Linked DNA regions of Mus musculus: all the other regions are linked to region 5. Evidence: chromatin contacts called from public Hi-C, Micro-C and promoter capture Hi-C data. All regions are on one chromosome and are shown on one strand. The core of a region is the stretch at or near the end of the contact, and the rest is flanking DNA. Distances in the headings are between cores, read along the strand shown. Region 1 holds the start of Psmd7 (proteasome (prosome, macropain) 26S subunit, non-ATPase, 7). Region 2 holds the start of Wwp2 (WW domain containing E3 ubiquitin protein ligase 2). Region 3 holds the start of Nfat5 (nuclear factor of activated T cells 5). Region 4 holds the start of Nqo1 (NAD(P)H dehydrogenase, quinone 1). Region 5 holds the start of Tango6 (transport and golgi organization 6).

Evidence for each region. Promoter capture Hi-C pulls out the DNA fragments that hold promoters and counts their contacts. Hi-C and Micro-C count contacts between places; a contact is called where the count stands out from the background.
Region 1: a contact with region 5 is called in a Hi-C map of the G1E-ER4 cell line, with 5 times the contacts expected there. The contact joins the promoter of Psmd7 here to the promoter of Tango6 in region 5. A contact is called at or near these places in 2 of 39 promoter capture datasets (the C10 cell line and pre-B cells), 4 of 484 Hi-C or Micro-C datasets (the G1E-ER4 cell line, the HL-1 cell line, cardiomyocytes and 1 more), 1 of 115 datasets of contacts at active chromatin or transcription factors (cardiomyocytes) and 1 of 9 other capture datasets (liver).
Region 2: a contact with region 5 is called in a Micro-C map of embryonic stem cells, with 5 times the contacts expected there. The contact joins the promoter of Wwp2 here to the promoter of Tango6 in region 5. A contact is called at or near these places in 5 of 39 promoter capture datasets (the 3T3-L1 cell line, hippocampal neurons, liver and 1 more), 5 of 484 Hi-C or Micro-C datasets (CD4 T cells, CD8 T cells, cerebellum and 2 more) and 1 of 115 datasets of contacts at active chromatin or transcription factors (astrocytes).
Region 3: a Micro-C map of embryonic stem cells shows a contact between it and region 5, with 5 times the contacts expected there. The contact joins the promoter of Nfat5 here to the promoter of Tango6 in region 5. A contact is called at or near these places in 3 of 39 promoter capture datasets (cranial neural crest, hippocampal neurons and pre-B cells), 2 of 484 Hi-C or Micro-C datasets (embryonic stem cells and neutrophils) and 7 of 115 datasets of contacts at active chromatin or transcription factors (astrocytes, bone marrow-derived macrophages, cardiomyocytes and 4 more).
Region 4: a contact with region 5 is called in a promoter capture Hi-C map of hippocampal neurons, with 3 times the contacts expected there. The contact joins the promoter of Nqo1 here to the promoter of Tango6 in region 5. A contact is called at or near these places in 3 of 39 promoter capture datasets (the HPC-7 cell line, cranial neural crest and hippocampal neurons), 1 of 15 datasets of contacts at CTCF or cohesin (embryonic stem cells) and 1 of 9 other capture datasets (embryonic stem cells).

Annotation. Positions count from the first base shown.
Region 1 is chr8:107,585,034-107,590,319 of GRCm38.p6, forward strand. Psmd7 (proteasome (prosome, macropain) 26S subunit, non-ATPase, 7) reads right to left here and starts at 3,449. Exons shown (of 7, transcript NM_010817.2): 1 at 3,246-3,449; 2 at 1,592-1,683; 3 at 672-764. The coding sequence starts at 3,319.
Region 2 is chr8:107,434,318-107,440,020 of GRCm38.p6, forward strand. It overlaps Wwp2 (WW domain containing E3 ubiquitin protein ligase 2), which reads left to right and starts at 2,053. Exons shown (of 24, transcript NM_025830.4): 1 at 2,053-2,124. It also overlaps the pseudogene Rps26-ps1.
Region 3 is chr8:107,290,738-107,296,032 of GRCm38.p6, forward strand. Nfat5 (nuclear factor of activated T cells 5) reads left to right here and starts at 2,733. Exons shown (of 15, transcript NM_018823.2): 1 at 2,733-3,161; 2 at 4,844-4,897. The coding sequence starts at 3,089.
Region 4 is chr8:107,399,813-107,405,405 of GRCm38.p6, forward strand. Nqo1 (NAD(P)H dehydrogenase, quinone 1) reads right to left here and starts at 3,393. Exons shown (of 6, transcript NM_008706.5): 1 at 3,254-3,393. The coding sequence starts at 3,260.
Region 5 is chr8:106,680,567-106,686,069 of GRCm38.p6, forward strand. It overlaps Tango6 (transport and golgi organization 6), which reads left to right and starts at 2,502. Exons shown (of 18, transcript NM_173037.1): 1 at 2,502-2,689. The coding sequence starts at 2,587.

The DNA.
Region 1 (5,286 bases), core at 2,199-4,698, 910 kb after region 5:
CACCAGCACTTACTTAGGCTTTCCACCTCTTTGAGAATTAGACACAAAAATAAACCCTGACACATTTGTGAAACTTAAAACTCCAAAACAGAATTCTTAGAGGGTAAGCACTGTGCAGCCCAGAGGCATCTGTCTCCCAGACTTGCTTAGGGGCCAGTCACACGTGATGTGACACATCAGTTCCAGAGCAAGAATGAATAAATTCAAGTTCCCCCCAGAGAGCAGCTGTGTGGTGTGGGGTGGGTGAGTGGATCCAGAGACTTGATAGCTCCACTGAAATAACATCAACACACTTTACTACAACTAAGGCGCTAGGGCAGGCAGCCGTGAGGGCCAGCCCAGCCTCCAGCTTGGGTGGTCTACACAGCCTTAGACTCCGACTGTGGTTTATTTATTCTACCTCAGTTTTTTATTACCACTAGTCTATTTTCACTTGGTCCAGCTAAGTGAATCAACCCTTGACAATATACAAAAAGACCAGGTTTACACACACACACACACAGACACACACACACACACACACACAGACACACACACACACACACAGACACACACACACAGACACACACACATACACACACACACACAGACACAGACACACACACACATACACATACACACACACACACACACACACACACACACACACACACTTAGAAACTCAGACTTACCATTGACCTTCTTGAACATCCCATACATGTTTTCCAAATAATCATGGTCTAAAAACCAGACAGAATCATCTTTGTCATCTTCATCAAAAGGTACTAAAGAGAGAAAGGGAAAAAGAGAAAATGAAAGACTTTGCCTAGAGCTACAAGTTCAGCCACCGTGGAACCTCAGCAGCACCTGCCTCACTATGTGAACTGTCCAGGGCAGTACTGCTTCGCCTTCATTCAAAACCTCCCCACTCCCAGCTTCTCTTAAAATGCTAAAGACTGAGGTACCCCAAGGAGGTACCCCTTAAAAAGGACACACTCTCTGACCTGCTAAAGGCCCAATTCCTGCATGGTCTCTTTAAAGATCACAGATCCTGCTGGCAATAAATAACACACGGAGCCTAAACGCAATGTTCTGGCACCGATTCATTACCGAGTGTAAGGGAAACAGTCCCCATCTCTCTCCTTGCTCCACCAAAGCCAGGGTTCAAATGTTTAGTGCTGGAGCTGACAAGCTACCCGATGGCTTGTTCTGAAATGCAGCCAGGCTACCGTGACACAGTCTGTAGCAGCCCTTGCACTCCAACAGCTGAGCTGAGAAGCTACAACAGAGACTAGTGTGGAGCCATCGGTCTCCCTTTCCTACGTATCAGCAATTCTGAAATAGGAGCTTCAGACTGTAGTAAAAAAGTTCTTTTTTTTGGGGGGGGGGGGGAGGTGTTTCGAGACAGGGTTTCTCTGTGTAGCCCTGGCTGTCCTACAACTCACTTTGTAGACCAGGCTGCCCACGAACTCAGAAATCCGCCTGCCTCTGCCTCCCAAGTGCTGGGATTAAAGGAGCGCGCCACCACTACCCTGCTCACTTTTTTTCCCCTTTTTTGTGAGTAAACAGACATTCTAACCATGCTCAGCAAAATCAAAAGCTTATCCTTTACCTGCAAAACTGTTGGATACATCAAGTACTTTCTTTTGCCATGATCCCAAAAGCACACCAACTACCCGCTTCTGGTTTCCAACCTTGCCAATTCTGAGTGAGAAAAACAGGTGGTCAGTCACAGACACTCATCGAAAAAGCTATTACTTGCGACTGAGTAGCAAGTATCAACAACAAAGATACAATTTAGTTTATGTCGGACCTAAGGTCCATAAACAAATGTAACAGGTTAGTTCCCGTAGGAAAGATAAGGAAACACCCCAACCCGCATTGGAAGGATACTTTCTAAAGATTCCAGATACTCCCTTGGAGAAAAAGTCATGCTTGTTTTTCTTTTTCTCAGCTTTATCCTTTAAACTCTTTCCCCTCCTCGCTACACTGAAATCTCTCCAGGGATGAAGATCTAAGAGAAGTACCAGTTTTGTTTTTTTTTGTTTGTTTGTTTTGTTTTTGTTTTTTTTTTTTTCCGAGACAGGGTTTCTCTGTGTAGTCTTGGCTGTCCTGGAACTCACTTTGTAGACCAGGCTGGCCTCGAACTCAGAAATCCGCCTGCCTCTGCCTCCGGGGTGCTGGGATTAAAGGCATGCGCCATCACGCCCAGCAAGAATTGTTTTCTTTAGCCACTAACAAACTGCATATTTGGAAACAACTTAATTCTATGCTAAGGAAACACACAAGCCACAGTGAAAGTAACATTACACCTCTCTAACCCACTAAAACTACTTCAAACAACGAGTTTCCACATGCCAAAGGAAACTTCATCCACGAGTCTTTAAAGCCCCTCCATCTGTTCCTTGATACAACTACCAACAGTGTCTGCACCCCCCCCCCCCATTCTTACCAATTGTTAAAATAAAGCTTAAACAGTGTTCACCCCATCAGGGCCCCTAGTATCCCAGGCATTCCGAACAATACAACTGAATTCAGACTCAAAAGGCTCCGTCTTGAGGTTTTTTTTTTTTTTTTTTTTTTTTGGCTCTGGTTGAGTTAGCTGCACAAAGCCTGCTTCAGACCAGGCACTAGCGCCGACTTGACTGCAAGTAGACTCCCTACTGGACCTTCATATTTGTTAACTCCTCACACTAATTATCTTGTAAAACTTCCGAACACGTGCAACAGGTCTGGCCGGATGAACGGCTGGAGCAGGCAAGGGTGGCAGTGAGCTACCCAAGGGAACTGTAGGCTGGCCCCAATCTGCACCTGCCTCGTTTTTAGAGGAACAAGCCGACACCTTATTCATTCCCATTTTAAAGGTACCATTCGACCAGAATCCCAAATCGAAACTTGGCTATGATCCCTGCCTCATCCAGAAAATCGTTCATCGGGGACTCCGAGACCGGGGTTTCAGTGACAGCTTTTACAGGCACGGGCACACGAGACTGAAGCTCGGTCTTAAACGGCGCCCAGCCGTTCTGGGAAAAGGCGCGGCCTCGGCGGGTAGCATCGTTCCGGCTCCGGGGCCTCGCCAGGCGGGCCAGACTCAGGAGTGGCGGCCTCGGTGGGGGTGCGAGGCTGTCAATGGGTACCGAGCACCGCGGTGTGGAGCCGCTGGGGTCGCTTGTCCCAACCCGTGTCCCCGGCCGCCGCGTTTGTGCCCGGCGCGCCCGTGACTCAGCAGCCCTGCGCCGTGTGGCCGCCACGCGCCACCCGCTCACCGGTTGAAATGATCCACCACACTGAGCAGCACCAGGGGGTGAACCACCACCTTCTGCACCGCCAGCTCCGGCATCGCGACACAGCCCGACCACCGGCCCGGCTCCCTGCAACCCGCAAACACCAGCAACCGCAGCGACACAGGCCGCTCCTCCAGGCCCCAGCACCTCCCCTTCCGGTTTGACCGCCGCTGCACAGTCGACTTCCGCTCCCAGAGCGCTTTGCGCTCGTGCCCGCCCTGTCGCCAGGGGCGCCATCTTGAGAAAGGGAAAGAACCGCCTTGCCTTCTGTGGGACTTAGGCTATTGACGAAGCTTGGCATTGAGCCTTTCCCTAGGTTTTTGTTTTTGTTTTTGTTTTCGTTTTTGTTTTTCCTCAGTTGTTTGCCAGCTCACCATTTCTCCTCCTTGGAAGGTTGTAGAAAAAGGCAGATAAACATAAGTAGTAACAGCGTGTACTTCTACTAATCAAATAATTAACGACATATATTTAACTTTCTTTTTTTTTTTTCAAAGATTTACTTATCTATTATATGTAAGTACACTGTAGCTGTCTTCAGACACACCAGAAGAGGGAGTCAGATCTCGCTACGGATGGTTGTGAGCCACCATGTGGTTGCTGGGATCCGAACTCTGGACCTTCGGAAGAGCAGTCAGGTGCTCCTACCCACTGAGCCATCTCACCAGCCCTTAACTTTCACTTAACACTTTAAGTCAGCACTGTTTCAAAATTTCCCAGAGGAGTTTCATTTGTTTGTTTGTTTGTTTTTGGGTTTTGGTTTTTGTTTTGTTTTGCTTCTTTTTTTTTTTTTTTTTTTTTTTTTGAGACGGTGTTTCTTTATGTAACAGCCCTGGCTGTCCTGGAACTCACGTTGTAGACCTGACTGGCCTCTACCTGCCTCTGTTCCCTGAGTGCTGGAGTTAAAGTCATATGCCATCACACCTGGTTTTTATTTATTTATTTTTAATGTTTTATTTCATTGCTTTTGAAGTTGGGCCTTCTATGACATTGACTAGCATGGAAATTGTTGTATAGTCCAGGGTGGTCCCCTGTCTCTACCTCCTCCTAAGTACAAGGGTGACAGCATATGCGACCACACGTGGTTTAGAGATGCTCTCGGTCTCTAACACCAAGGGCACACTTTGGGTGTATGACTGGATACTTTATCTATAGTTTTTATTTCTGGGAATTTTCCTTAATGCTCACTGTGACATAATGAGTGCAACAACATTCAGGTTTTGTTAATCCCAAAGATTTGGGGAGAAAGGCCACCAACCCAAAACACCATGGCTAAATTAATTAAAATTAATTAATTAAAGCAAGCATTTTTATTTATTCAATTTAATTTAGTTTTTATAGGGGTCCCCAATTTCAATTCAATGCTTGGGTGTAAGTATCTGTCTGTCTAAGTCAACTGCTGGTAGGGCCTCTTAGAGGACAGCCATGCCAGTCTCCCGTCTGTAAGCATATCATAGCTTTAAAACAAGCATTTTTTTATTTGTGTACATGGGCTGTCTCTTCCTAAAAACGGGTGTGTGTGTGTGTGTGTGTGTGTGTGTGTGTGTGTGTGTGTGTGTGGTGGTGCTGGTGCAGGGGATGGTTCAAGAAATCAGCATTGGGCATGAGAAAGACAAGGTTTTTATAGCTCAGAGGTAGGGAATTTTCAAATAGGGGATTTGGTGCTCAAAATAGGCAGGGTTACAGGAGCAGAACATGAACATAAGACATCAGTCGCAAAGACCCTCTGAAACATAGACATGATTGCAAGGTGGTCTTAACAAGGCAGTCATAACAACGACCTAACAAGGTAGTGAGAACCAAGGCAGTCATACAACCTTTTGAAACAAAGTTAGGGTTGCAAGATGGTTGGAAACAAAGGCACAGTTTTCTGGAACAGGAAGTGCAGAGCCACTTGTAATTAAGGTTACAAATCATAAACAGAAATGAGCCTAGTTTGTCTTTATTATAAGATGGTTTTTAAGCCTAAATGGAGTCAGGCCAGTTCATCAGTTTCTCCCTGTCTATATGTTACTAATTATATAAC
Region 2 (5,703 bases), core at 803-3,302, 750 kb after region 5:
TTCTGATTGGCGGAATGATAGGGCCGTGCATCTTAAATTATGTGGCCGGTTACCTATCAGTGTATCTGTCCAGTAAAATTAATGGTCCTTAGGACCAACTACACTTCTTTCTTTCTTTCTTTCTTTTTTTGAAACAGAGCTTTTCTATGTAGCCCTGGCTGTCCTGGAACTTGCTCTGTAGACCAGTGGTGGCCTTCAATTCACATAAATTCCCTTGCTTCTGCCTCCTGAGTGCTAGGACTGAAGGTATACACCACTGTCTGGCCAATTACACCTCTTCAGAGTAGGGTGAGTCCATGACTTGACTCATTCACTACGAACTGACTCCATGATGGAAGTACCACTGTGGCCATAAAACTCAGCACACAGACAGCACCACCTGCCAACATGAAAACAGAGACGGGGGGGGGGGGGGGGGGGCAGGTGAGATGGCTCAGCGGGTAAGAGCACTGACTGTTCTTCCGAAGGTCCTGAGTTCAAATTCTAGCAACCACATGGTGGCTCACAACCACCCATAATGGAATCTGGCGCCCTCTTCTGGTGTGTCTGAAGACAGCTACAGTGTACTTATAATAATAAATAAATAAAATCTTAAAGAAAGAAAGAGAGAAAGAAAGAAAACAGAGACATAATCCACCAAAGTCCCCAGTTCTGGGAAAGTCTCTAGATGCATTCATCTCGCCTTTTGGCTTCTGTAGTTCTGTTGCTGTTTCTGCTAACTGGAGCATGTCGACCCAGGACGCGAATTTTGCGCTTAAAACCTCGCCCCGAGAAAGGCTTGATACTACACAGGGATCCTGAACACCCAGTGTAGTCACAGGGTGGCTAATAAAGACTTTCTCTTGGTAGATACCCCACAGCAAAGACACCGGACACACAGGTGGTACACAGATACACTTCAAGAGAAACATCTATGTAATAAAATACAAATGAAAATGTAATATTTCAGTTAACAAAAACCCAACAAAAATCCAGGTAATCAGAACAATTAACTCGGTGGTGGATGCCAGCCTAGGTTACATAAAATCTTGCCCCACCTGTCTCCTCTCTCACCCCTAACCCTCCACCCCAATGGTATAAACTGGTAATCCTAACTACTCAGAAGCTAAGGCAATGGAATTAAAAGTTCTTGGCCAGTTGGAGCATTTAAAATAAGACCCTGTTCCAAATAAAAACCAGAAAGGAAGCAAAATGGCTGGGAACATAGGTCAGTTGGGACGCCCTGGACTAGTCACGTTCAACTGTCAATCTTGCAAAACCCAGAAAGTTTCTGTTGTCCAGGCTACGGTGAGGTATGTCTACAATGCCAGGAATCAGGTGGCCAAGGACAGCGCTGGGTTCCAGGTCAGCCAGGGTTACTTACATAGATTCCCTGTTTGTTAATTCATAATGTTCAGTTTACTCCGTAGGGGAGGGGAGCGGGGGGGGGGGGATGGGAGTTGGTTCCCCATGGGGAAGACACGTAGGGACTCCGGAAGTTTTGAAAGGGTGTCAGGTTGTCGTGTGTCATGTCCCATGCTCCACTCCCGTCCCTCTTTCCAGTTTTGCTTCTTGGAACAACAGATGCCTTACAAAGGCCAGGGCATTTATACTTCTAGAACTGAGAACAAGGCCTTACAGAGTTGGCACAAGCTAACGACATTACATGGGATGCTCAAGTTTGATCAGTATACATCTGTGGTACCAAAACATCCTTTGCAAATTTGGGGACATGCTTAGAGTTACACGGTTTATCTGACACTCAAGTTTGGAGGGGGGGAGCGTACTGTTTTTTATCCAGCAACTCCTTCAAGACTTGACTTAACTGATCGGATGGTCTTCTCCCACCTGTACCATGGCGGGAAAACAACTGTACTTGCTTCCAAAGGCATACATAAAGACCCCGGGGCCCGGTGAGCCCTTATTTTATACGTTTGCTCGGGCACAGCCCGGGTGATCCTTGCAATCCCGGCCCTGAGCGGGTCAAACGCTCGCCGCCCGGGTCCTAGGTGGTCCGCACCTGCGCGCCCCGGCCAGCCTCTTCCGGGTCAGGTGACCGCGCACGCCCACGTGACCCGGCCCGAGTGCGGGCGCTGGAAGGCGGAAGTGGAGCGGAGTTAGGCGCCGCTGGTGTGGCCGCGGCAGGTAGGTGGCGCGGGGGCACTGGGGGGCTCGGCAGCGAGCGGGCGGCGCGGGGCAGCCAGGGGGCGGCGGGCGGCGCGAGGGGCCGGGGGCGGCGCGGGGCGGGCGCCGGGGGGCGGCGGCTTCCTGTGGGAGGGGCCTGGCGCGCGGTTCCGGCCTCCGAGGAGGGATGTCCCGGCTCGCGCCCGGGCGGGGTGGGCGCGGGGCCCGGCGGGAGTCGCCCGCTGGTGGCGCTTCCGGAAGGAGACCCCCAGCCCCGGGTGCCTGCGGTGCGGAGGAGCCGTGTCTGTCTGGGAAGGGGGCCCGACCTCAGCCGGGGAAGACTCATTTGCTCCCTGGAAGGGGCTGCCTGGGAGTGGGCGTCTGGCTTGTAGGGACAGGGAGAAAAAAATCTGGACGATGCGGCCTGGACCCCATTCCAAGAGTCTTTTTTCCTTCCGTCCTCTTTAAAAAGGATGGCGATCCGGGACTTTGATACCGGTTCTGTTCAGTTCTTTAAACTTCAGGAGGGATCCCTGAGTCTTGATCGTCTGACTCTGGTCACACCCACTTTGCCCTGTTTGGGTAGGGTTTCCACTTGTTGGGAACCTTGCCCATCAGATCGTCTTTCTTTGAGATGCTCCCGGATCGGGTCATCTTGGAGGCCACCAAAAAAAAAAAAAAAAAAAAAAAAAAAAAGACGTGTAGGTGCTTTGCTGTGATCATAACAAGACTTTTAACCTACACTGTTGTTGGCGACCTGGGCCGGCGTTACCTCAGCAACGCATTGACTGCTGAAGTCATGGACAGTTGAAAGTCTGCCCATACCGATTTGAGACCTCTCAAGCTTAAATTATGCAGCTTCCTTTACCATGTGACTGCTTATCTTGACCAGCTGTGACTAGGTGGGGTGACTGAGAAGTTTCTCTTGTGTTCCTTAGAACTGTGACCTAGATCGTAGTTTTTGAGGTTAAAAATACCCATCTTAAGATTCTTCATCCTCTAGGCCTAGGCCTGAAGATGGCTCCAAGTTCCAAGCCAGCCTAAATAAACAAACAGGCCACCCTCTTTTCCCTTCACTTTTGCTAAGGTTTGCAGAAGTGAAGCAAAGTTTATGAATGCAACGAAGGTCAGGGTTCAAATGGGACATTGACAGGAGCCAGAATCACAGGTCGCTAGGGGGGAAAAAGCACTTTGCATTAATATATTAGGAGTTGAAGACTTGGGGGGTATATTATAAGCATTTAAAAGTTAATTTTTGTAGCAGTCTCGAGAAGTCATTCACACTTTATAGATAACAAGCTAAGAGAATTGACTTAAAATAAAAGATGTATTTTTATTTGTGTGTATGTTCCTGTGTGTATGTGCCCACCAAGGACAGACAGAGCATTGGGTCCTTTGGAGCTAGAGATACAGGTGGTTGTGAGCCTCTGGATTTGCATGCTGGGAACTGACCTTTGGTCCCGTGGAAGAGCAGTGAGTGCTTTCGCCTGCATCTCTTTAGTCTCAGCCTGCCTGACATCCTCATTTTGTTTTTCTTCCTTGTTTACTGTCTTCCTGCTAGGACTGTAAATCATTCAAGGGCAGTGATCTTATTTTACCTGACTTCTTTGGCTACTAGCCCCAGGCCTGGTATGTTAGGAGTACTTGGTCAGTGTTTGAGAAGTAAATGAGTTTTTAAAGGTCACACTGCTCGGTGTATGTGGAGAACAAGGGGTTAGAGCATAAGTTTCCCGTCCCTTTCTCTGTTTAGTGTTACTGGTCTATGGAAAGCCAGAACCATGAGGAGAAGGCTTCAGTTGGCTTGTCAGTCTCTTAATTTTTTGTTGTTGTTGAACATTGCACCTTCCCACTTCCCTTCTTTTTGTAATTTTTTATTTTATTTTTTTCCTTTTGAGACAGGCTCTCAGTAAGTTGCCTGGGGTGGCCTCAAACTCCTGTAGCTCAGGCAGGCCTTGAACTTGTGATCCTTCTGCCTCCAACACAACAGTAGTTAGGATTTGAGGCCAATACCACCAGGTCTATCTTAGTCTTTCATTTAGTGACTACATCCCCATCTGCAAAGAACTGATACCAGATTCTCATTTATTTTTATTTTGGTTATTTATTTGAGACAAAAGTTTTACTGTGTAGACCTGGCTGGCCTAGAACTCATAAAGATCCAGCTGTTTCTACCTCCCAAGTGCTGGGATTAAAGCTGTGCGCTATTTACTATGCTCAACCTCTCTCCCTGTCCGGTCCAGCCAGTCCCCTCCCCTCCCTTCTCCCCCCTCCCCTCCCTTTCTCTCTGAGACAGGGTCTTTTAGCTTTTTGATAGAAGGTAGGTTTTAGCCCAGGCTGGCCTCAAACTGGTTATGTTGTGGAGGAACTTACGATAGATTCTCTACCTTCCAAGACCTGGGGTCGCAGGCCTTCATTCACCATTGTGCCTGGCTCAGCGTCTCGTCTCATTCATTTCCAGATCTCTGAAGGTTGCATTGCTTCATTCACAGATGAAGAACTGAGGCTTACTGAAGTCCTGATATTAGATTCTGGAACTAGTAAATAAATGCAAGAGTTGGCTCTCTCCTTCTATGGGTCCTGGGAACTGAGTTCCAGTTGTCAGGCTTGCTGGCAGTCACCTTTACCCAATGAGCCACTTTCTCTATAACCTAGGTCTGTTCTTCTTAGACCTATTACTTTTAATTCATAGAAGCGATAAAAAGTTTCTTTTTTTTTTTTTTTTTTTTTTTTAAAGTACAACTTCCATTTTATTTTTCCAGGGTAGTTTTCCTTCTGTCCTTACAAAACGGCCTCTTTACATGGGCTTTGGTGGAGGTCGAGGTGCAGCGCCAGCAGGTCTGAATCGTGGTGGGGGTGTTCGGTCCTTCCGGGCTTCGCGGGATCGATTCCTAACAACCTTGCTATGGATGGCACAGCTCACGCAATAATGCAGCTTGACATAGAGCTTGGGAAGCACGTAGGCGTCGAAGACGCTTGCTTCAGATATGTCCCTGACAGCAGCGGCTTCTACAATGTTCCGAATGACAAACTTCTTGATGGCCTTATCCTTGGGCACGCACCGGGCGCAGTTCGTGCAGCGAATGGGCTGCACATGGCCGCGGCCCTTTTTGGCACGACCGTTGTTTCTTCTTTTTTTGGTCATCTTGGAGCCAAGACTCGAAAGAGAAAAAAAGTTTCATCTTAAAATATTTTTAAAAATATGCTATTAGGTTGGGTATAAGTGCCTGTAATCCAAACACTTGGGAGGCAGAGGCAGGAGGATTACTGGGAGTTCAAATGTTCAGCTATAGCTTGGGTTATGAAAAGAGGAAGAAAGAAATGAAGGAAGGAAGGAAAGAAAGAAAGAAAAAGGGAGGAAGGAAGGAAGAAAGAGAAAGAAAGACGTAGAAAAAATAGAATAGGATAAGAGAAAAAATTATAATTGTACAGTGTAACTGATAATGCTGAGAAAACCCTGCTTGCTCTATACTTGTGTACAGTCTCATCCCATTGCAGGGTAATTTATAAACTGAAGAAGTTGGTCTTGGGAATGGAGGCTGGAAAGTCTGAGATGGAGGGTGTGATGGTTTGTATATGCTTGGCCCAGGGAGTGGCACTATT
Region 3 (5,295 bases), core at 1,483-3,982, 610 kb after region 5:
AAGTGCACCAGGGCGCATCTGCCCACAAGTAGGCACATATGCATACAATAAGGCATACATCTTAAAGATTCAATTGAAACAGTTTTTTGAAGAATGTATCCATTGAAGGAGGGGCTTTGAATTTTCATCCATTTAGTTATAGCAAATGTTTGCTCTGCATGTGGCTCATGGATATAATTTCAGCACCTGGAGGCTGAGACAGGAGGACCACTGGGTGTTTGAGGACAACCTGATGTACATACTGAAAAGGTAGGCCAACCTAGGCTACAGAGAGAGTCTGTCTCAAAAATATTACACACACACACAGTATTCAGTGCAGCGCCTGTTGGGGTGGTAGGTCCTGAGCCTGCAGAGTGCCAGTCTAGAGAATTAACTGTCAAAGACAAGTCACACTTAGTCACACTTTGGAGGATCCCTCTTCACTTCGCTATTCTCTAAGCAGAGAAAATCTGATCAACAGAAAGCATAATGGAAAAACTTTGAGTAAAGGGCAGAGAAGAGCTGAAAGGGGAAGAGGCCTTGGCCCTTCTTGACTTGTTAACTAGGGTCAGAAAGGGGATTTCCTATACCCTAAGTGTGTTTCAATCTCATAGGTTTGGAGAAAGGACTATGCTTAGTGATTCACCTCGCTTTCTCAGTACTGAGGCTCAGCCTGGTCCATTGTAATTTCCTCTTCATGTATTATGTAGTGACTAATGGAAGGGCTAGGTCACCAACCAATGTTTTACTCCAACTCAAAGCTATAGGATTTCAATTGGCCTTAGCGTGTTAGGCAATAGGAGGTTTGAATCTTCTCTTATCAAATGAGCGGGTCTCTTAGCAGCTATGAAGGGACTTCCCTTGGGACGTGTTACAACAGAGTACAGTGGCCATAGAATTTTGAGGGTAGTTTCCTGTTTTGCTCTGCTATGTGTTGGGGTGGCTCAAAAAACCTTCCTTGTGACTGATGAAAATGCTCACAGGGTTCATTAATTATCACTAAGAATTCAGTGAAGATAATCAGGCAGCCTGTATCAGATGTTCAGATGAAAGGATAGGTGGTTTCTGATAACACAAATGTAAATTCTAGGTCTGTAGGTTAAGCTTGCTAAAGGGCCCACCCCAGAGCTGCCTGCACTGGGGCCTCCCTTGCTCAGAGACTCTTCCCCAACTCCAGCATTCCAAGTCACAATAAAGTGCCCAAAATCACAGAGGCAAAACTTTGTTAGGGATTTATATGGGTACATCCGCAGGGTTTTAGGATTTGTGACCAGCTTTGTAGACACAGTAACATACATCAAGGCATCTTTAACACCTGAAAAACACTGCCCACGTGGCTGTTGGCATCAAAATCCCACACAGAATTAAAAATTATTTTCCAAGATGCGCACCCTGTGCTCAAATTGATATTTTAATAACTCGATTAAAAATTTCCCAAAAGTCTATTAAGAGTCAGGAAACAGTCTGTGGTGGAGGTGAGGATGTGTTTTTGCAACGGAAACTTTTAGCCCCCGAGAACAGAGCAGCCAAAAAAATCTCATTTACATGTTTTCCCTCCATTCTCCCTTAGCACAGTGAAAAAAATGAAAACCCGTGTGGAAGAGTATGTTTGCTTACTTCTCTCCCCCTACCCCACGCACGCGTGTGCATTACACACAAGCCATGTGGACTCACATGATCCCATTTTTAAATTGTCTTTTATTTTCCACTCCGGAGTAAATTCGACCATTCACTATCAGAGACATCATTATACATAAACTTAAACAACAACAACAACAAAAATCAAAGCCAGGCATGGTGGTACTCTTCTGTAATCCCAGCATTCGAAAAGCTGAGTCAGGAGAACTGCCCTAAAATTGAGGCCAGTCTAAATCTACACAGCGAATTGCAGGCCAGCTAGACCTACATAACAAAATCACCTGTCTAAATAAATAAATAAATGCAGTCGCCGTAAATTTGGTGTGGTGGGTAACGTGGGGGGAAAATATTTTCATTAAAAAGAATCAATAGCCGAGCATGGTGACTTCTGACCGGCAGGGGCAAGCACAGCTCTGTGAGTTTGAGGCCAGCCTGATCTACATAGTGAGCTCCAGGCCAGAGTGGGCCAACAGAAATCATCAACAACAAAAAAATCCACGAACAGGAACAACAACAACAAAATCCACAAACAAAACTTGGTAACTCGTGATGGTGGTGGTGGTGGTGAGTATGGCTTGCCCTTTCTTAATTAAAAAGTGAGTCTGATAGCCCCTTGACCAGCTCACTGCAGACACTGCTATGAAAAACCCCGAAGGGCCCGGTTGCTGTCCAAGCTGTGGAACTCCATTCCCCAGTGCTGAGCTCCAGCGAGCGGGCCTCGATCGCTGCAAGTCCCTGGAGGGCTTTTCCCCTCCTGGCTGACATCCAGGTCCCCCAGGGTCTGTGTCCTCCTAAGTACACCACGGAGCAGGGCCGGCCGCCTCAGGCTCGCCGCCACCAGGTCGAGGCAAAAAAAAAAAAAAAAAAAAAAAATCTTTTCCCTTCTCAGGGCCCCAGAAGCCAGGCCGCCTCCCTCCACCCTCCCTGCTGGCTGGCGGGGCCCTTTCCCAGCCCGGGATCAGCAGCGGCCGCAGCAGCGACGGCAGGAAGCGAAGCCCTTGTTGATGCTGTTCCGTGGCGCGCCTGTCCGCCCTCCGCCGGCCGCCAGGCTCTTCCGGGCTCCCGGACCTCCCCCCCTCCGCGCGTGCGCAGTGCCCCACGAGGGGGCGGGGCTCAGATTCCTGTCAGCGGCGCCGGCGGTGGCGGCGGCCGTCAGTGTGCGCTGAGGAGAAGCCCGAAACGGACCCGTTTGGCTCTCCCTCTTCCCCTTTCCCCGGTCCGAAGCTTCTGGTCTCTGGACTCACCGGGAGTCAGTTCTCCACTCCGCAGAGCTGTTCCCTCCACTCCGCCGCCCTTCTCATCGCTCGGCCGGGTGGGAAGTGACTGCCCTCGAGGAGGAGGAGGAGGCAGCGGCTGCCGCCCTCGCCTCACCGCCCCCGGTTCGGTGCCCGCGGATCCCGGAGAGGAGGTGCCGCCGCCACCGCCGCTCCCCCCCTCCCGCTGCCCTCGGGCCGGGCTGGGTCGAGCTGCGATGCCCTCGGACTTCATCTCATTGCTCAGCGCGGACCTAGACCTGGAATCGCCCAAGTCCCTGTACTCGCGAGGTGAGTCAGATGGGGGGGTGGGGGGGTGGGGCGTGGGGGCGGGGAGCGCGAGCGCGCGGAGTCCCGGGCTGGGGTGGGGGGGTCCCCCGTCGGGGCCGGGCTCGGGCGGGCTTGCCCCTCACGAGAGTCCTGGGCTGGCCGCGGAGGGCCAGGGGTGATCCCGGAGCTGCCGAGCGGCGCCCCCCTCCCCAGCGCGGCGCGGCGCGGCGGCGCGGCGGGGGGCTTAGGGTCCGCGCGCCCCCCAGAGTCCTCTGCGGTCCCGGAGGTTCGCAACCTGCCGGTCGGCGGGTCCGGACTCCACCACACTCGGCGGACTGCCGGCCCAGTCCTCCCCCGGCTCGGGAATCACCCCACTGGTCCCGCTGCTGGGGACACCGGGGAGGGGGGGTGGAATCGGGGCGCCGCGGCTCGTGTCCCCCGGACTCTCCTCTTTGGCAAAGTTGCCCCACGCCGGGCTGCGTGGCCCCGAGGGGCTTCGGAGCTCAGGGTCACCATTTTTTTTTTTTTCTCCCTCTGGTCTTGTTTGTGCGCGGTCGTCCTACTCCCCCCCCTTCCCCGGCCTAGTCCACTCCCTCCCCATGTCGGGACGGCCCCCCTCGGCCAGGCGTTCTTCCTTTCCTCGTCATCTTCTTGCCTGGAAAAGGCCCCAATCTTCTTTCTCTCTTTCCACCTCCGTGACATTCTAATTACTTCTCTTTTACAAAGATAGGGATGCCCTCCTTGGAGTACTTGTATTCCTCTCCCTGGAGTACCAGGCTCGGGCACAGTCCTGCCCTTTGAGAAAAATTCTCTTCTGTTGCTGTTCAAGGGCTTCGTGCAGAGAGGAGGCAATGAACAGAAAATCCCATTTAAAACTACTTTGGCTAAGGCCTGCAGGGGATTCCCAGCATCTAAAACATTAATACTTGAGGTGATCTCTGCTGGGGTTAAATTCCTACACTGGACACCACAAGAATGTGTCAGAACAGGTTCCCCTTGCAAGGGGTATCAAATCAAAAATGCCCCCATCTGTACTCATTTCTTATACCAGTGGAAGGAGGCTAAAGACAGTTCTTTTATATTTTTTTTTACAAATAAACCATGGTGAACCCTTTTCCCAAGAAATCCAGCATTTCTCCTATTTTTTTGGTTTTACAAACCCACCAGAAAATTTCACCTCTTTGGGGTAGAGAAGGACTAAGCCTGGTGTTAATGTATTTATATGAAGTGAATCAGAGGGATGTGGTTTGCCCTGGAAGGTGCTAGACTTTATAGACTACAGGCCATTGTCTGTTGCTTTGATGAATTTAGTTGGCAGTCACTATCCTGTAGGATGTTTTTCAGATATTACCTAAAGTAGCTTAGAAATATTGTAGTTTGAAGTGTCAGAAAGAAGAGAAAATATCAAGAGATGATCCTTAGAATAGGGCTAATGCACAATTGGATGCTAAAAATAGTCAAGACAGTAATACCATTTGGGCAGTAATCATTAGATAATTTTCCATGAAACAAATGCTTTATCAAAATCTAAGTTTAGCTTTAGAGACCAGTGTAGAAGCAACCCAACCTTCCTTTTGCAGACTAAACTAATATGGGCTTAGGCTCTTAAAAATACATAATAGTTATGTAAGAGATGTATGCTATCCTTGGCATTTTTTTCTCATTCAGCATAAAAAGTACTTAATGCTTTTTGTGTTTTTCAGATTCTCTGAAGTTACACCCATCACAGACTTTTCATAGAGCTGGACTATTGGAAGGTCAGCAAAGTGCCCTGTTACAGCATAGTGTGTCAGTGTGCAAAGGCTTTCTCTGAGATGGAGTTGAAGTGGGAAAGTGGGAAACTTTGCAGACTCACACAATCTAGTTTTTTTTTTTACTAAGAAGCCTGATCCTTCTTTTAGAGCAGCTAAATGTTTCAGTGGATTTCATTGCTGTGCTTGAATTGCTTGTAGGCCGTTGTATCTGCTTTGAGAGGCCTTGGGAAAATCCCTTAGGATCATTTAAAATTATGTGTTGGGTGTTCTACTTTAGTATTTCAGTTAAATTGTTCTTAAACACAAACTAAATTTGCAAAGATTCAAACGTAAAGATGACAAATTAATAAATACAGCAGTGACACCAAACACATACTTAGTTTGAAAATTCCAAACTGAAA
Region 4 (5,593 bases), core at 2,143-4,642, 720 kb after region 5:
TCATCAGACACCAAGCTCCCAGCTGTACCAGATTGTTAACTGGGCACCTATTACATACCGTAGGGGCTGGAGACCTGGGCTTCATTACTGTGGAGCCTAAACTTCACAAAAAGTCATTTTTTATTGAAATTAAAATAGACCAAGTGTGGTGGTGGAGGAAGCCTTTAATCTTAGCACTGGGGAGGCTGAGACAGATCTCTGTGAATTCAAGGCCAGCCTGGTCTACATAGTGAGTTTCAGGACAGCCAGGGCTATGTAGAAAGACCTTGTTGTGGCTGGAGAGATGGCTCAGAGGTTAAGAGCACTGACTGCTCTTCCAGAGGTCCTGAGTTCAAATCCCAGCAACCACATGATGGCTCACAACCATCTGTAATGGGATCTGACGCCCTCTTCTGGTGTGTCTGAAGAGAGCTACAGTGTACTTACATATAATAAATAAATAATTAAAAAAAAAAAAGAAAGACCCTGTCTCAAAAAAAAAAGGAGGAAGGGAGAGAGAGAAGAAACAATTTTTAAATTTTAGAATATACTTATTTTACAGGTATGGGTGTTTTGTTTGCACATATGCCTGTGTAACAGATACATGCCTGGTACCCTCAGAAGGACTGAAATTACAAAAAGTTTTGGCTCCCATGTGAACACTGGGGAGCAAGCCCAGACTTTCTACAAGAGCAGCCTGTGTGCTTAACCAATGAGCGATCTCTCCACCCTGATATTGTTTGTTTGTTTTGTTGTGGGTTTTCTTTTGTTAGTTTTTCTGAGACAAGGTTTCATTGTGTGGCCTTGGTTGCCCTGGAGTTTGTTACATACAAAAGGCTGGACTCAAACTTATAAAGACCCATCTGCCTCTACCTCCCGAGTGCTTTTAAATTACATTATTTATTTTTTCAGTGTGTGTGTGTGTGTGTGTGTGTGTGTGTGTGTGTGTGTCTTAGGCAGAACTTGCAGGAGTTGGAGTTGGTTCTCTCTTTCCATGTGGGTCCTAAGGAGGGAACCCAGCTCATCAAGCCTGCCTGGTAGCAGGTCCCTTTATCCAATAACATTCTTGGCAACCCTGACTCTAAATTTGGGTAGCTGAAGTTATCTGGACCGTCCCCTGGAAACAAACCTCACTCCAGTATCCAGCCCAGTCTTGCTTTCAGCCTCCCTCCCCCACCCCCACCTGAAAGCTTCAGTGCTTCCCAGCCCTCTGCAGGGAATGTCAGGGGAGACCTCCATCAGACTGGCCCATAGTGGCCTCCATCAGACAGTGGCCTCCATCAGACTGGCCCATAGTGGCCTCCATCAGACAGTGGCCTGTAGTGGGTGGCATTTTCTTGATTAGTGATTGATTTGGGGAGGGTCAGCTCCCTGTGATTGGTGTCACCCTTGGGCAGGTGCCACTCACTGGGTTGTGTGAGAGAACAGGTTGAAAAGGTCACAGAGAGCAAGTCAGTAAGCAGAGTTCTCCTGCTTCAGTTCCCACCTCCAGGCTCCTGCCTCCATTTCCCTTGGTGACGAACTAGGACCCGGAACTGTCAGCTGAAACCCACCCTTTCCTTCTCCGCTTGCTTTTGGTCGGCGTTTCCTCGCAGCAACAGAGAGCAGACTAGGTTGCCAGTATTACAGCCTATGGGCGTCATTTTTCTGTTTTACTTTTTATTTTGTCAATCTTCTACTCTAATTTGTAAATTAAATTTAGCCTGGCCTGGACACACACCTGCACTGGGGCGCAGAGGCAGGAGGTTCAGGTGTTCAAGGTCAGCCTAGACCAAATCGAGTTTGAAGCTAGTCTGGCCATAATGAATGAGTGGATGAACGGATGGATGAATAAACAAACACTGAACTGAACCGAACACAAGTGTGGGAGTGTAAGATAAATATGATAATGCTTGTGCTCTGTGCTGTCTGCGGCTGCAGTGGAGGGGGCTTGGAACATTTATCCCTCATGCATAAATGGAGACCGAAGCAGACACAGCCTTACCAGCTGTTGAAAACCCTCCCTCGCTGGCTCTCCCAGCAACTCATCGCAGAGCTTAGAGAACACTGGGATGACCCTGTACAACGGCAGAAGCATCCTTCCCTCCCTCTGTGCTTTTAGCAAGGCGAGATCCTGAGTGCATTTGCAGAGTCTGAAATAGTTTTAAAGGGAAAGGAACTCCAAAAAGTTAAGTCCCGCCCCAACAGAGGAAACACCTAAACCTAATTGCTGCCCAGAACTCAGAGCCAGGCCCTGTTGGGAAGTACTTAGCCCTGGAGGCTACTTGGCCAAGAACGCAGTAGATGCCAGTCAAACACTAGACAATAATGTGGTGGTAACTGCCAAGGACTCTCCCCTGCCTTCCCCTGGGCTGATGGCAAAGTGAGGAGACTGTCACAAAAATGGACCAATTAACAAATCGGATTTCCTGCTCCAGGGTCACAGTAGAAACTTTCCAGAGCCAGGTAGACTGGAATTAGGCTCCGATTCTGTTACACTCCTTCTCAGCTACGCTCCCTGTACCCATCTCCACATCTTCCCGTTTTGTTTCACAAAGTGGTGATACCCCTTTTAAAAATCTGCGGTTTGGTTTGTTAGTTTGTTTGAGACAGTCTCTCTTCATTATGTAGCTCTGACTGTCCCGAAACTGGATCTATAGACCAGGCTACCTTGGAACTTAAAAGAAATTTGCCTGCCTTTGCCTCCAGGGTGCCACCAAGCCCAGCAGTGGTCCCTGTAAATTGCCTGCTTGCATTTCTAAATGTTAGCAACGTATTTCCAAATGGTTAAATACTATCTGGCCTAGGTTGGGGATGTGCACAGAGCTCAGGTGGTAGAGAGTTTGTCTAGTATGCAGGAAGTCCTGGTTTCAATTCAATTCCCAGAGCCGTAGAAATCAGGCGTGGTGATATGCACTTAGAATCCTGGCACTTAGGCAGTGGAGGCAATAAGACCCCAAGTTCAAGGCTATCCTTCACTATACAGCAGCTTTAAGGCCAACCTAGGACACATGTTACCCTTTTTCTAAATAGTCCAAACGCGGTACAGGGAGTGGCAGCTCTGTTAAGGAACGGTGTAGAAGGGGCAATGCTAGAGTTGCCCACGGGTGAACTTGGGCTGCAGAATAATCTGCATCGCTGGTTCTGAGAAGAAGTTCTCCTTCCAGAGACTAACCGAGGCTCATCCAGGTTCCTAACCACCTCACTTTTCCTCTTTGAGGCAAGGAACAAAACTCACAGCCAGCCCCTACATCCTCCTCAGAGTAAATCAGACTGGAGTTGGCGCCACACTCACCCGCCATGGCTCCAGATGTTGAGGGAGGATCGTAATACCGAACGCTGATTGGCTGAGCAGCTGGTTGCCAAGACGACCCTAAAGCTCTTCGGAGAGATCCTTAGGGCTGGCTACAGGCTAGGCTAGTAAGAGCTGAGCCTTGGGGTATGGGCTGAGCGAAGGCTTTATATCCTGCTTATGCCCGCCCAGCCCACTGTGCAGAGCAGCCAGCGAGGGCGGGGCTGGACTCCAGAACCCAGAGGCATCTTGGGAAGATACCAAGTTTTTGGCAGGGAGAAGCAGTTTGGGGCTGGACTAGGACTCCTGTATATGGAAGTCAAAAGGGTTCCCCGGGAGCAAGGGAGTGAGAGAGAATTTGAGGATATGGGGACATATTGAATAAATTCATCTGCTCCCTGTCCCAAGACCTCCTGGGTACAAAATGGAAATTTCCAACAGAATTTTTCGAGCTTCGTGGGACCTGCCTACATAATCAGCCTGTGTAGATTAGTCCTCACTCAGCCGTGGGAAGTCACCTTTGCACGCTAGGGGAAGGGTGGGGCAGCAAAACGGATGGGCTCAAATTTTGCCGACTCACTGTGACTCTAGACTGAAAGTTCAGAGAGACTTGTCCTCGTGTGAAATGAATTCGTGCTGCGTTCTGCTCTTAGAAACTGCAAAAACTGCTCCCTGGGTATACACACTTGGGTCTCCTCAACTTTGCCCCCGGTGACCAGGTAACGGGGAACTCATCTGTGCGACTCTCTAGGAAGCCAGAGCAAAGCTGGCAGGAGACAGCAGCCACAGGGAAGTGTTTCTCTGTGTAGCCCTGGCTGTCCTGGAACTCACTCTGTAGACCAGGCTGGCCTCGAACTCAGAAATCCACCTGCCTCTGCCTCCCAAGTGCTGGGATTAAAGGAGTGCGCCACCACGACTAGTACATGCTTTTAATCCCATCACTTGGGTGCCAGAAGCAGGCAGATCTCTGAGTTTAAGGCCAGACTGGTCCACATAGCTAGTGCTAGAACAACAGCCAGGGCTACATAGGTGAGACCCTGTCTCAAAAACAGAGAAAGAAAGAAAAAGGGTTGGAATAAAGACCCTACATGTATGTGTGTGCCTTGGTCAAGCTCCCAAAGTAGGGTAGACATTATAACAGATTGCCATCATTAAAAGAGCTCAACTTTCCTGTTATCTGATAAATTCTGACAGTGAGGGAAAGACACACGTGCAGTCTCCTGTGGTGACAGGCTAGTGACAGCCCTTGTGATGGATCTCAGTGGAGTCTCATTCCGGTTAGGGCAAAGCCGAAGTAACACAATGGGCTATAAGAGGGAAGAAAGAAATATCAGCTGCAGCAGGCAAAGAGACCAAGGACAATTTTTAAAGCAACGCACTTCCCAAACAAAGAAAAGGTGAGAACTTATTAGGGAGGCAGATTCTTGTTCCTATGGGGGAGGTACTTTGGGGAGGGTACATTCCTGCACATGCCCAGTTTGCACCACAAAGCTTTATCTGGAAATAAAAGGATACCCTGAAGGTTTCTTAACACAGGGACCCTTGACCCTTGAAGGCTTGGCCTTGCTTAACTACTACAGTTGAAGATACGTGAGACCTCATTTCAAAAATCAAAAATAGGAGCTGGGGATATAGCTTCATCAGGAAAGGCTATCTGCTTTCTCACTGGATGCTGTGTGACCAGGCAGCTTCGTCTGCGATGTCAGACTCTCCTCTCAAACAACGTGCTAAAGTAGTTTCCACAGGCTGCTTCTGTCTCAGCATCAGACAAATACCAAACACACCACACTACAATGTTCAACATTGGGTTTTCTGGTGTTTCCTTACAGTTTGTGCCTGAGGGTCATCTCTCAGCTGTAAAGAAATACCAACATAAAAACCACAGTTTATTCCGGAGCCATTTTGAGTGGCCACGGCCTGGGAACACCAATATAGGGTACCCCAAATTTTATGTTCCAATGTGGGTGCAGCCTCACAAGATTTTTACAATTTACAGAACAAAGTAATAAGTTAAGGCGACTTTAAAGTACGTTGGTGGGAACCCTGGAGAGGTGGGTACACTGGAGAGGTGGGTACATCGAGATGGGGGGGTGGGGTTTATGGTCCAAGATGCTATCTGATGACACTCTCAGCTCTTGGATTGGCAGAAGTGACACTGCCATAGTCACTGGAAACAGAAGAGTCACAGAGTCAGCTCGCCTGTTTGACACAGTTCCAGCCAAGCTGAGCCGAACGAATGCGGCAATCGCTGTCCTTCTGTCTGTCTCTCGCTTTTAGGTTTTGGTCTCTGTGTGTTTTGTTTTGGGAGCTTTCTGCATTATGAGTCATTTTTAAGTCTTTTTC
Region 5 (5,503 bases), core at 1,252-3,751:
AGAGCTCAGGAAAGATAAAAAAGAATAAATAAAACTCTAAAGAGACCTTGACAAAATTAATCCTAGAGACTGGCACAGACTTACTTGGTGCCCCTTCCCCTTGCCCTATTTAAAACTGAGAATACTCCCTCTTGATTCAGTTTTGTTTTACTCTTTTTGAGATCCTTTATGGGGCTCCTGTGCCCATCACTGTCTTAAATGATGTGTTTAAACCTATGTTGTTATAATAATGATCTATATGTTAAGTTAAAAGGCTTACAGATGGTGCAGAAAGAAGTCTGGTCACAACTGGCTACAGTGAACGAGCTGGGTACCCCAAGGACATCTTACCAGTTCCAGCCAGAGATCTGATCTACATACACCTGCGTCATGCTGAGACCCTCAAGCCTCACTAGAAGGGTCCCTGCCTAGTTCTGTTTACTAATCTGCCTTATTCTGTTTTTGTTCCCATGTTAAAGATAGAGTAAATGCAGTATTCTCCACATAGAGATATAGACTTCTGAAATTCTAAGATTAGAATTACTAACAAGAAGAAGTGGGGAATGAAGAATAAAAAATTACTGGCCTCTTGTGAGAACATGAACTTTTTACCTCGGAGCCCACCCCCTCCCATCTAGAGGTTGTTCTCGGAACACTCCTAAACTTTTCACCCCAAAACTCCTCACCCTAAAGTTCGAACCCTCCCAACTAAAAACTGTTCCAAGAACATTTTTGAGATAAAGGCCTCCTGGAACAACCTCAAAATGAACCAGGTACTCCTTAGTTACGTAGGTTCCTTGATAGGACATGACTCCTTAGTTACGTAGATTCCTTTGGCAGAACTCCCTAGTGATGTAAACTTGTACTTTCCCTGCCCAGTTCTCCCCCTTTGAGTTTTACTATATAAGCCTGTGAAAAATTTTGGCTGACCGTCGATTCTCCTCTACACCACTAGGTGCCACTAGGTGTATGAGTTTCGACCCCAGAGCTCTGTGCTTTCATGTTGCTGCTTTATTTCGACCCCAGAGCTCTGGTCTGTGTGCTTTCATGTCGCTGCTTTATTAAATCTTGCCTTCTACATTTTATGTATGGTCTCAGTGTCTTCTTGGGTACGCGGCTGTCCCGGGACTTGAGTGGTCTGAGTGAGGGTCTCCCCTCGAGGGTCTTTCACCATCACCCAACAAAACCAAGATATTCCAATGGGGCTGTCTGTAGCTAACACATTCACAGATACAGGATATGTGTGTGTGCGTATTTATCTTTAGATTAAAGAATTATTTATTTTACAGTTATGAGTATTTTGCCTGTACGTGTGTCTGTGCCCCACATGAGTGGCTGGTCATCTTGGAAGCCAGAAGAGGGCATTGGATCCCCTAGAATTGGAGTTATACATGGCTGTGAGCCACCTTGTAGGCGATGGGAATTAAACCTGGGTCCTCTACAAGAACAACACCACGGATCCATCTCTCTATCCCAGTGTGTATTTACTTTTAAATGTCAGAAAAAGGAATCAGTAATACAAAGTTGAATATTTTTTGTTACTGTTACTTTTGGGGAGAAAGTTATGAACTTGTCTTGCCACGTCAGCTTCCCTGAACGCTGGTGTCATTGGTGTGAGCTTCTCTTTCAGGGTCTATGTACATCTGTGAACTTTATTTATTGTGTTTCTTTCAGTACTTGAAAATTTACATACTAAAATGTGTATTATTTTTACGAGAAACTATTTCTGTTCCCTCCCCCACCCCCTGGGTTGAAGTACTGAGGACCAAACTCATGGTTGTGTGCTAGAGTGTTATTACTGGATAACATTTCCAATCCTTCATAGCTTTTAGACGGTCTCACTAAGCTGCCTTCACTGGTTTTGAACACGTGATTCTCTATAGCTGAGATTTAGAAGCATGGGCCACCATGCAAGACTACTTGTGTTTTTTTTCTTTTTGTTTTTGAGTCAGGGTCTCTCAGAGTTCCTGGTTGGCCTTGAGCTTACTATGTATGTAGACCAGGCTGACCTTTGGTTCTAAGTACTAGACTTAAAGATACATGTCACCACATTGGTCTTTTATTTTACCTTTTCAATTATATTTTCTTTCTTTTTTTTTTTTTTTTAAAGATTTTATTTATTTATTATATGTAAGTACACTGTAGCTGTTTTCAGACACACCAGAAGAGGGCGTCAGATCTCGTTACGGATGGTTGTGAGCCACCATGTGGTTGCTGGGATTTGAACTCTGGACCTTTTGAAGAGTAGTCGGGTGCTCTTACCCACTGAGCCATCTCACCAGCCCCCTATATTTTCTTTTAAAAAATATTTTGTAAGTTATGCTTGTGCATGCGTGTGTATGCGCATGAGTTGCTGGACCTGAGTTTGCAGGCTGGTGTCTGATAGGGATGCTGGGAATTGAACTGGGGCGCTCTGGGAGAACACAAGAAACTGTATCTTGTTTTTTTTTTTTTTCCCGGAGAAGGGGCGTTCCAGACAGAGTAGGCCCCGCCCCAGGTCTTGGGCCCCGCCCTCCAGCAGAGGACACGCCTCCGCCACATTCAAAATGGCGGCCGCGCTGGCCCACTTGGGTGTTTGAGCACGTCGCAGGTCGCTCCACTCCAATCATGGCGGCCTCCGGACCGGCGGCGGCTGCGCCGAGTGGCGTTCTGGTGACATGTGGTCTGGAGCAGGTTCTGGAAGCGCTGAAGTTGCTGCTGAGCCCGGGAGGTGAGAGGACGAGTCTCGGCGCGGGGCTGGACCTGAGGCTCGCGGGGTCGCGGGTCACCCAGGCTCGCCCTGGCTGCTACCGCATGTTTCCCGCAGGCCCTCCCGGCATCTCCATCCCCACTCCCGGGAGCGCTTGGGCTCTGTGCAGTCTCACTTAAAACTTAAACTGAAGCTCCAGGAAAGGGCCTGCAGTCCGCTGACCGCTGATGCCGGCCGAGGTCCGTTGGGCGCCTCGCTGAGCAGCGGCTTCGGTCCACTGTTTGCTCCAGCACAGCCCTGACACAGGGACTGGAGACGCCTTCACACAGGTGTAATGTGATGTCCCAACCGCTTGAGGGCTCCGAGCCTGGTGTGCACGCTTGAGATTTGTACAAAATGCCAAGTGACCAGAGATGCCCAGCAGGGACGTTTTTTGGCTGAATTTGAGGAAGATTTTTAAGGGTTTCTGTTTTGGTATCAGAGGTGCACAGTCACCTTTAATCACTTGTTGAGTTAACTTCCCAGTTTAGTATTTGAAGAGACCTTGGGAATAGTGAGACCTTGCATTCTCACTGTTGAGTCCCAATTTGTGGTGGTTTGAACTGCCTCTGCCTCCCCAGTGCTGGGATTAAAGGCAAGCATGACCATTCACACCTCCTGCCCCTTTCTTTCTTTAGACAGGGTATCACTGTATAGTTAAGGTTTGTCCTGGAACTCACACCTCAAATCAGGTGGTTATATTAGAGGGATGTCCATGGACCTAGAACTCAGTTCTGCCTGATCTCCTTGTCAGACTAAGGCAGATTATTCAGAATAGAACTTCTGATGGCATCTGGAAACGTAGAAGGGTGTAAGAAAATAGGATCCTAATTATAAGCACAGCATGTCTGGGTGCGTGTAGAATTATCAAGGTAAAGGCAACGTGTGTGATTACAAGGTGAACACTCTCGGTCTTAAATGTCGACCCCCAAACTACAGCTGCAAACATTACAGAGTACTTAGTGGGACGTGAAAAGCAATTAGTAGTAGATGATTGCCTACTAAGCGCCAGTCCCTATAGTCCATTTACTTGTAGATCATTTAGTCCTCACAGCAGTCTCCTAAGTATTAATAGGCATTAATTTTTGCAGAGGAACATACATGTACATTGGAAATTGCCCAAAGTAAATCAAGTTCGTGACAAACCTCAGTTCCTTCACTAAAAGCTTGCAAAATATACTCTCTTGCCCCAATTAAGAGTCAACGGCAGGATACGTATTTTATTTATTTATGTTTGAATGCCTATTTCTGTGAGTGTATGTATGCTGTGTGCATGCAGTAGCCCACAGAGGCCAAAAGAGGGTGTCAGTTTATCTGGAACTGGAGTTACAGGCAGTTGTATCACATGGGTGCTAAGACCCAAACCCCAGTGCAGAAAGTGGTCTTGCCCAATGAACCATCCTTCCGGCTTCCACATTAAAAGGAAAAAGAAAAAAAGATTATTTTATTTTTTTAATAATATGTATGTGTGGGTATGTATGTGTGAGTGAAGTTATCCAGAGAAACCAGAAGTGTCAGATCTCCCTGGAGCTGGAGTTATGGGCAGTTGAGGCATCTGACATGGGTACTGGGAACTGAGCTTGTACCTTCTGTCTTTTAACTTACTAATGGAGAGATCCCTTGTTCAGCATTTGGCAGTCGTAGCTATTGGGTTGGTTTAGTTTTGATTTGTTTTTTCCCCCAGTTTTGAGATAGGGTCTCATGTACCCCACATAATGAAGGGTAATCTTGAATTTCTGTACCATATAATGAACTTAAATTTCTGATTCTTTTACCTCAGTCACCTGAATGCTGGGATTACAGGCCTGCAGTGTCACACTGGTTTATGTAGTACTGGGGCATCAAACCGAGGGCATCTTGCCTGCTGGGCAATTAGTCTACCAGCTGAACTACATCCACACCACTGTTTCCAAACACTCTTGTTTGGAAGGGGAAAAAAAATAGTATGCTAAAATTCTTCGTTTTTAAAGAAGGTTTATGCTATATTTATTTATGTGTATGCGTGTGGGTGCCCATGGAGACCAGAAGAGGGCACTAAATCCTTTGGAAATGGAGTTATATGAGGTTGTGAACCCTTTTATGTGGGCGCTGGGAACTAGATTCTGGTTCTGTGAGAGGGCGCTAAGTGCTCTCTGCTGCTGAGCCATCTCTCCAGCCCCCTAAATTATTCTATGTTGTGTATGTAGACTATTGTGTACTGCATGGATCTGGATGTGGCTTTTTTGTTCTTTTCTGTCTTTTTTCTTTTCATTTTTCTTTTTTTTTTTTGGTATGACTTTTTAAAGAGAACGTTTCATGTTATAGCCCAGGCTGCCCTGGAACTCTCTGTGTAGTGCAGGCTGGACTCAAACTAATGGCAATAACTGCCTCAGTCTCCTGAGTAACTCGGTTACAGGTGTCAGTCTCCTGCGTAACGGGGTTACAGGTGTGCACCACCAAGCTGGCTGTTTCGTTCTTTTGTTTTGGTGTTGGGGATCAAACACCAGGTCTGTGCTTGCATATGCTGTATCAGGTTTAGTTTACTCCTGCAGTGTGTGTGTGTGTGTGTGTGTGTGTGTGTGTGTGTGTGTGTGTGTGTTTGGGATAGGGTGTAGCTCTGTGCCCTTGACACCTGCTTTATAGAACAGGCTAGCCTCAGATTTTGGGGATTTGCTTGCCTCTACCTCCCAAGTTCTCAAGTTTGAGTGCCTGTACTGGTCATCTGGATCTTTTTTGGTGAGGGTAGACCCCCTCTATCCCCGGGTTTGGGTCAGGGTCTTACTCTTTAGCTAAAGCTAGTCTAGAATTTACTGTGGA